Linked DNA regions of Anas platyrhynchos: region 2 is linked to region 1. The links are chromatin contacts, called in public Hi-C maps. All regions are on one chromosome and are shown on one strand. Each heading gives the region's core, a stretch centred on a gene start, on an enhancer-like site or on the middle of the called end of the contact. The rest is flanking DNA. Distances are from core to core; before and after follow the strand shown.

The links. Hi-C and Micro-C count contacts between places; a contact is called where the count stands out from the background.
Region 2: a Hi-C map of skeletal muscle shows a contact between it and region 1, with 3 times the contacts expected there. The contact joins two enhancer-like sites. A contact is called at or near these places in 3 of 8 Hi-C or Micro-C datasets (liver, skeletal muscle and subcutaneous adipose tissue).

What each region holds. Positions count from the first base shown.
Region 1 is chr3:26,867,436-26,871,465 of IASCAAS_PekinDuck_T2T, reverse strand. The region is part of intron 1 of LOC140002117 (a long non-coding RNA gene); the gene reads left to right. Among named protein-coding and RNA genes, the nearest start is that of IRF2BP2, 78 kb to the right of the region's middle. Within about 2 kb of position 2,000, at least 5 of the 8 cell types and tissues checked have an H3K27ac peak or open chromatin away from gene starts, as enhancers often do.
Region 2 is chr3:26,902,067-26,906,096 of IASCAAS_PekinDuck_T2T, reverse strand. It overlaps LOC113843132 (a long non-coding RNA gene), which reads left to right. Exons shown (of 3, transcript XR_003496167.3): 1 at 1-32; 2 at 135-2,873. Among named protein-coding and RNA genes, the nearest start is that of TOMM20, 60 kb to the left of the region's middle. Within about 2 kb of position 1,661, at least 2 of the 8 cell types and tissues checked have an H3K27ac peak or open chromatin away from gene starts, as enhancers often do.

The DNA of each region.
Region 1 (4,030 bases), core at 751-3,250:
TGGGGGATGAAGAGGAAAAAGCAGAGAAGTGAGAGCTTGCCATGGCCTCATCAGCTGTATGCACTGATGTGGCAGGTCACACCTACTCTTATGTGTCTTTGGGAAGCGGAGACACCATCTCTACCAGTTCATTGTTCATTAGGGCATTCATTAACTGTGCTGGTGGTGAATGTGCTGCCTGGAACAAATCTTTGACTTTCAGTGGCTGTGCTCAGGTTTGCTCGCTCACAGTGAACTTTGGGTTGCTCTTATTACCATGTCTTGTTACAAAAACATTCTTCTCGTCTGGAGAGTGGGGATAATCCTTGGTTATCTTTCTGCCAGGGGTTCTGATAATTAATTATTTAATACTTATAGAGCACTTAGCTATTTGGTTACCTCTTGATAGAATCATATATCACCTTGGCTGTCAAACCACAATAGCACCTTTTCAGCTGTGCTGGAGATGCAGCAAGAGATAGTAAAACATCCCTGCTGCCTGAAAACACTGAGTGGCTGACTCTACCTTTATCAAAGTAAACCACAACAGGTTTCACTACTTGAATGAAATAAAGCCTGAAAGGAGATATGAGAAAGAGACAGTGAGGAGATTAATGCTAGGCTTGATGGAAGGCTTCCTGGCTGGCTGCTCTTGCACAGAAAGTCCCTTAGAGAAGACAATTAGTGGGTTTTAAGCACATGCTGGCAGCACTGCTTGCAGCACTGCTTCACCCAGTGTCATCCGTGTTGTGCACGCTCTCTTCCCCTCTCGTGGGTTTGAATGATTTTTTCGTGGCCGTGTGGCTGGGCTGCCCTTTGTTTTGTGGCTGTGGGGACGGGCTTGTCCACAGTGCACTGCAGAGGCGGAGCAAGGTGGGGGGAGCAGAGTGTCTGCTAAAATGTCACCTCCTGCCTCAGTGGGTGTATGGCAGTGGGAAGGACGGCTGATAGCCACCTGCAGTGCTGGGAAGTGGTTCCTCAGTACCGAGGGGCGTCCCCGCAGGCTCTGCTGCGTGTGCTGGGGCAGCCTGTGTCAGGCAGGAGGTCAGGCTGGGTGCTGGAGCAGCCAACCTGAGTCACTTGCTCCGTAACCTCTGGTCCCCGTAGGCAAACGGTGATGAGGCAATGCTCGGTGCTGCTGGCTGTGAGCCATGGCAGTGCTGTGCCACAGCAGAAGGCCTGTGCTCCGTGCTGCTGTGTGGTGTGGAGAACAAGGCAGGCTGCTTCTTCTCTTAGACCAGGCATGAAATCGATAGTTTGAAGCCAAGATGAATGTCAGTGCAAGTCAGATGTTATGGACCTCAGCAGACCTGAGTTTGATTTAGTATCTTAAATTCAGGCATCGATCTGTTCTGGCCCTTGTTGTAGTTCGTGCCCTGTTCACTCTTTGGATAGAGTGGGTAGACTGAGATCATCCCACTTTACCACTACAAAGAGGGCACAAATATGAAGCTTTTCATCCTCAACATCCAGAACAGGCTTCTGTGTGTTCAGATGTCTTGAAACCCAGCTACAATCTGTTGTTGGATTTGCAGAATGACAGGCTTACTGCGCTTTCTAAAACCCAATACCCAAGCTCTACATTTTATCATGGTTTTTATTACCTATCTTAAAAGTGGGATTTTTAAGTCACATTGAAGTAAAGCTTCAATTACATCCTGTTAATAAGTAATCACTTAATTATGACCTAGTGCAAGATCCTACCCCACCAAAGACTGGTGTTTAGAGGATTATGCCTGCAGGGATGAGGACAGTTTAGTTTCAGAGCTGTATCTCCTTGGAGTGACTGTTCCTGATGGATTGTGAACAAAATTGTATTGTGAAATATATGTCCTTATTGGAGTTGCTGTTAACTTCATAATTGCTCTGTAATTACTAAAGAGAGAGTATCTTGCACTTCTGACAGCCAGGTGCACGTATTGCTTAATCTGTCTCCATTATTGACTTGGCTCAGTTCCTGCGGGTGCTTTCCTATTTTCTTTCAGTTGTGCAATACCAAAACTGACTAAACGGCGCTTCTGCTGTTTTGTTCCTGCTTAGGAGCTAACAACAAGAGCAAATAGAGGTGAAGTTCAGAGAAACTGGAGAGGGTGCCTGCTGCTGGAGGGAGCAGGGCCTGGTCAGCCCTCCTGCCCACATGGGCTGCTGCAGCTTGATACGAGGTGACAAGATGGCTGCTGGAGGAGAGGTGGAGGGTCTGCCTCCTGGACAGCTTCTCATGGGAGTTTGGGCTTTAAACAAAGGTTTATCTCACTGTGATCAAGAGTGGGACAGCAATGAGGGTAACAGTGGGTTCTCAGCAGCTTCAGGAGTGCTTCCTGCCCTGGGAAGTGCTATCCCTGTCCTGTAGTATACTGGCTCCGAGCTTGTGCTAAAACATCGTGGGTTGCCAGGTTTTCCTGAGGCTGGGGGATACTTCAGTGGCCTGGGCTACATGCACTGGCATCCTACTAGAGTCTTATGAAAGGGCTTCTTGGTGTAATCAAGCAGCAGATAAGGCTGGGGAGAGAGAATGAGAACCTAGCTCCTCTCCCATTGGCACTCTTTGAGCACAGAGAGCTGAATGCATGAAAGTTTTTAACTGTTTTCACTTGCATGTAAAGAACACATTTATTCCTCTGGAGAAAAAAAAAAAGAAAAATATTTCTGGACTACATGACCAAGGAACAGCAATCTCACGGGAGTACTGTCACGTTTTGGCTCCCCAGCAGAGCAGAAAGCAGTGGAACAGCTCACTCCAAGTGCAGCATACTTGTCAGGTGTGTACCACCCATGCAAGGCTTATGGAGCCCAGGGGTGCTGTTGTTAGCCCCCAGCTGTGGGGGAACACCTGCCCAGCTCCCTGGTGCCCCTGTGCGCAGGCTGCCATGAGCGTGTTTGCTCTGCTCCTGCACCTGGGGCTGTGTCACTGCCCTTGTGCTCTGCTGTGATGGGGAGGTGGGTCCACCTTGGGATGCAGAGACAAACTTTCAGGATGTTTGTGTCACCTTTCCCTTTGGTGATGTCTCTGAGGTCACACGGTGCCAGCATATTCTCCTGTTCCTTGTCCTAATGGGCTAAATGTGTAGAAATGTCTGCCCTGCCTGTTCTCAGTTGTCTGCTTGTCCATGCAGGGTAGGCAAGGCAGAAGACTTTCTGCCTCCTTGAGCTAGTAGGAGTGCACTTCGTGTTATAATAGGTGAGCTTTTTGGTTGCTGCAGCTCCCCTTTTCCCATTTCCTCTCTCATTACTACCTATTTTCTGCTGAGGAACTTTTTAAACATGAGACAAAGCAAAACAGACTTGTTTCGGGCGGCATTGCACAAGAGCAGAAGGGGGAATTTTTTTTATTTCAGTAAACAGTCGAGCCTTCAAGGCCTTGCAGTCGGTGCAGTTCTAGGAAACACTTTAAACCGGAGAAGGATATGAGACTTTGTGACTCATGCTTTTTATAGATTACCAGTTTCACAGCCTTGGAGGCTGATAACCCCAGAGAGCAGGTGCAGCAAGCGTGGTGTGGAGGCCTCACCATGCAGGCAGGTAGCTGCAGTGCAGACATGGGGACCTGTGGCCTCACGTGTGAGGATGCCCTCATCCTCCCAACCTCTGCTGCTGCTCTGGGTGTTAGCTGCCATGCTGGCTTTGGGATTTGGACTGGACACATGCCTGTGTTGGGCTGGTGGGACCAGAGGGTGACTACATGCACCCTGATGTGAAACTGTAGGCTTAGAGGGAGCAGGAAAAAAAAGGCTGTTTGGGGAGGCTGGAGGCTATAAGGAGGGATCTGGGCAGAAGCAGCTGCTTGCCACAGGGTGGGGAAAAAAATCAGTTTCATGTACCCACAGGCATACATCCTAACAGGGATGAGAGCATGTGGGGTAGGCACTGGGCTCAGCGTGCTGGGGCTGGAGGGAAGCTCTGCGTGCAGCCCATTTTGTGCACAGTGTTATTGCTGCTGCACCTTTGCTCCCAGTAGATTTATGGCTTCTCATGCAACTTTTGCCAGTAAATGGAAGTGGCTTGATTGGGAAGTGGAAGAGATGCAAATGCAGCATGACTGCACTTTATTAGA
Region 2 (4,030 bases), core at 412-2,911, 35 kb before region 1:
GCAGCCCTGCAATATACGCCCTACGGCTATAGGTAAAGGTAACCAGCGGTGCTTAGTCACCCACCTAAGGACTGCAGCAGAAGCCAAAAATGGTTGCTTATTTTCACTTGGCTTTTTTTTTTTTTTCTCCCCAGCTGAAATATGTGTAAAAAGCATAAGAGGATAAGGATCCCCCTGCCAAGCTTCGTGAGGAAGCCCCTGAGCTCTGCCACGTCCCGGCGCCCTGACCTTTACGTTCAGCCAGGCTTTACTCAGCCTCATCATTATTTTGGCTGCGTTTTTGCTGCAGAGGAATGCAGGTGTTTCCTCTGTTCCCACCAGTGTGCCCATGCTCTGATTTCTGAGAGGCCGGGGAGGCTGCTCATGCGTGTCGTGTCGTGCTCAAGGAGGCATCTGAGGAAAATGTGGATGCAGTTCAGGCAAATGACCAGGGGAACGATGCATTTGCATGCACTTGCATGTGAGTGTAATTTAGGCAGGCAACGTGTTGAGTTTGCTTGAAAATCTGGCCCATGTTTTTCCATTTCTGATTTTCTTTTTTCCTTAAGATAAAAAAAAGGCAAACACCTTGTTCTTTCATTTGGTCTGCAATAACCCGAGCTGGTTCCCTTGGAAAGCTTATTTATTCTCCTTGGCTGCTGAAGTGGATGCTGAATTTTGAGCATCCTGAGAAGAGACGGTGCGCAGATGGGATTCTTTGTTGCTGAAGTTTTTGTTGGACAATTATAAGGCTCATTTATATAGCTGTTTATATATTAAAATTGTTGGGTTGCCTGGGGCTACGGATAAGCGCTCCTTGTTTGACATATCTCTAAATAAATATAAAGGCACATTATTAATGGATACAGCTTTAAAAGCAAACACCCAGAGATGCACTTACAATAAGGGGAGGAAAAACCAAGGTTACATCATGTTGCTAGAAGCCAACTGCTTTGTTTTCTAAAATGTTTCTCTGTAGGACACAGATGATTTTTTGACTCATTCAGTGTTTGAGCATCCAAAAAGTCTCATGGTTGTTCCAGAATTCTTTCAACAGCATCCCGAATGGCATTAACAGACAGTTACACTATTTCACTGCCCAGCTTATCCCTTCCCCATGATGGACTCATGTTTGTCAGGGAGCTTTGGGAAGGAATATTCTGTATTTCTGAAGAGCGGTGTCCCTGCTGAGGCAGGACTCGGCTTTTTGGGGGCTTTTCAATCCACATCATTTTGCGATCTCAAGATGCGTGGCTGTCCCTGGGCTTGTGCAAATGAAAGTGCACCTCTGGGTGAGCACCAGGAGTCACCAGGAGGCTGAAGCTAGTTATGGCTGGCACAAGGAAGCATCTCCTAAGTTCACAGGGAACCATTTTTACTGGCAATCATGAACTTGATTGTGTGCTTTCTGCCACCCCTGCTGCACTCCTTCTCTGGAGGATGGTGTTTTCTTCCTCTTCCTCCTTCTCTCCTCCTCCTCCTGTGTGAGTCCGCCTCTGCTAACATCCAGCTCGGATGCTGAGAAAAGCCTGAGAACGGCAGCAGGGCACAAGCCCTCCAGCAGCCCTCTAACAGCATGGTGAAAGCTCCTGTGCCTCCTCGAGTGCTGTTTGTTCAGACATTGCCTCCGGTGTCCTGGCCAGGCTCCAGGGGGTTTTGCAACTCCACCTTCCAGCCATGCAGGGCTCATCCTGAATTCCTCTGGTCTCCCTCCCGCGGGCAGCTCTCCGTCAGCAGTGGGACGGCTCTCCTGAGATGAGGGACCGGACCTGGCTCTCCTCTGCGTGCTGCCAGCCCTTAGCTGTGACCCTCCTGTCGGACAGCCGCTCACCGCACGGGTCCCCACATGCTCAGGGGGCTTTGCCATGGTGCCCCCTCGGTGTACTCCTCAAGCAGGCGTGAAAAACTGCCCGGTATCAAGTTGGCCGTGTTTAACTTTTGGGTGCTTTGGTGACTTGCAGTCCTCCACTGCACGGAGGAGCTCTGGGGAAGGATGAAGGACACACAAGTGTTGGAAGCGCAGAGGCAGAGGATAAAAGGGCAGGCTGGGCTGATCAGGATCCAGCCAAAAAAATCTCCAAAGCAGCAAAACAGAGATGGAGAAAGGGTTGCCAGTGAGTCAGGGGGAAGGAACGGCAGCATTGTCTCTCGTTTGAGCAAAGTCTGTAATGGAAGAAGACTGAGTGCCAGGGAACTAATATCCCTCTGCAGCGATTGTTTGATCCTTCCCTTCCCCTCCAAAAAAGCAAGTTGCTGCTGGCTGGCTTGCAAGTAGAAAAACCCAGTCCAAGAAATAATCGAGTCTCTTGTGCCAATAAGCGCATCTGTCGGTGTGTCAGTGTTGATCCTTCTTCAGTACATGCCACATGCTCGTTTCTTTACACAAGATGGGCTAGAAGGGCCATTAACTAGATTAGGAATTCTAAGGCACAATTAAAAAACATGCTGCCTCTTTGCTTTAATCTTCCCTCCTTTCGCTCCCAGGCTTGTTTTCATGCCGGCCTGACACAGTCCTCAGTTGGCTGGCGGCGGGAGGCTATCATTGCACAACCCTGGCTGGTTTCTGAGCTGTGCAACACCCTGCAGCACCTCGGCAGCAGCACGCCGGCCCGCCAGGCTCTCCAGCAAAGGAGTAACCCCACCGGCTGGCAGAGCGAGAGCCGCATTTACCACCCGGGGGGGAAGAAGGTGTGAGCAGGAGAGGCTCGGATGGGCAGGAGCAGCCCTGCTGGGAGCCCTCCCGATGCCCCGAGCAGCATCTGGTGGCATGGGGGGCCGGCAGCCTGCTCGCTGGCACGGGGAGCTGCTCCTTAATTGCTGTGGCGTTGTGCAAATGCGGTGGGAATTTCACAGAGGACATAGCGTATTCTAAGATGATTGTTTTTATTCCTCGGGTAAGTGTTTTCCTCAAGCAGAACAGCATTTATTACTGTTATTAATGGCCTCACCGGTCCTCGTGCTCGTTCTGAATCTTTATGGCTACTGTCCTTGTACAACGCTGAAGGTACACAGACCCGATCCGGGACTGCCTGCATTGCAAACAGGTTAAGGGTTTGATTTTTGGCAGATTTGGGCACCGGGATATTTTTGCATTCTGCCCTGTTTTCTGTGCTGAAATGTCCTCCTCGTCACTGTGTGTGGAACACAGCAGCAGAATGCTTCCCTGCTGTAGGAAATGTGGGGCACTATAATCGCTCCGTTAATCCCTCCAAGATTTCAGAGATGAATGCCACACTTTCCCAGTATTTCTCTAGGACCCTATTTGCTTATGCTTTTTAAAACTCGACAAGATGTTTCCATATGGTTATGTTTAGGAGGCGTTATGGAGGCCTTTCATCCTTCTCTGAAGCACAGGATGAAGTATGGGTCACTTCTGGAATAAAGCAGTCAGACTTGTGATCCTGTCATCCACTACATCTAATATGGCAAATTCTGAGTTGCCATGAAAGCCATCGTCCTTTTTGGGACTAAATGACTTGGTGGGGTTGCTTTAAATGTTGAGCTACACCTATTTGATACTGGTTTGGATGAAAGAACAAGATCTTTCACTCTCCTTATGGTGGAGTGCCAGCAAGGTTTAAAATTAATATCCACCGACATTAGAGAGGGAAGGAAATGAAAGAAACATTTCTTCCCCAGAACCAGCCCTGCTTTCCTGCCTATTCCATAACTGCATAGCTGTCTGTCACATTTGGCACCAGAAAACATTAAAAAGTTTTTAAATACCAGGAATTCTTCTCTGTCTTTAAATGTAGACCAACAGGAATGCAATGGAAAAAGAGCAAAAGGCAACAGAGAACCGAGCCAGTCAAGTAGTTAATGTGGCTCTGTGTAGAGCATTTCTTCCTGCTTGATGAAAGGCACAAAATATCCATCCCATCTGCATCTGGAAGAACTACTGCAAGGTAGCAGGCACTGCCCCTGGCCTGCTGTGTCCTGGGATCTGGAGAGGAGCCTGGGGCTGGGGGACATGGGCTCAGCCTCCAGCTTTCCACATTTGCTCCAGATCACCAGCAGATTCCAGCAGCTTGGGAGAGCTGCCTGGAGATGC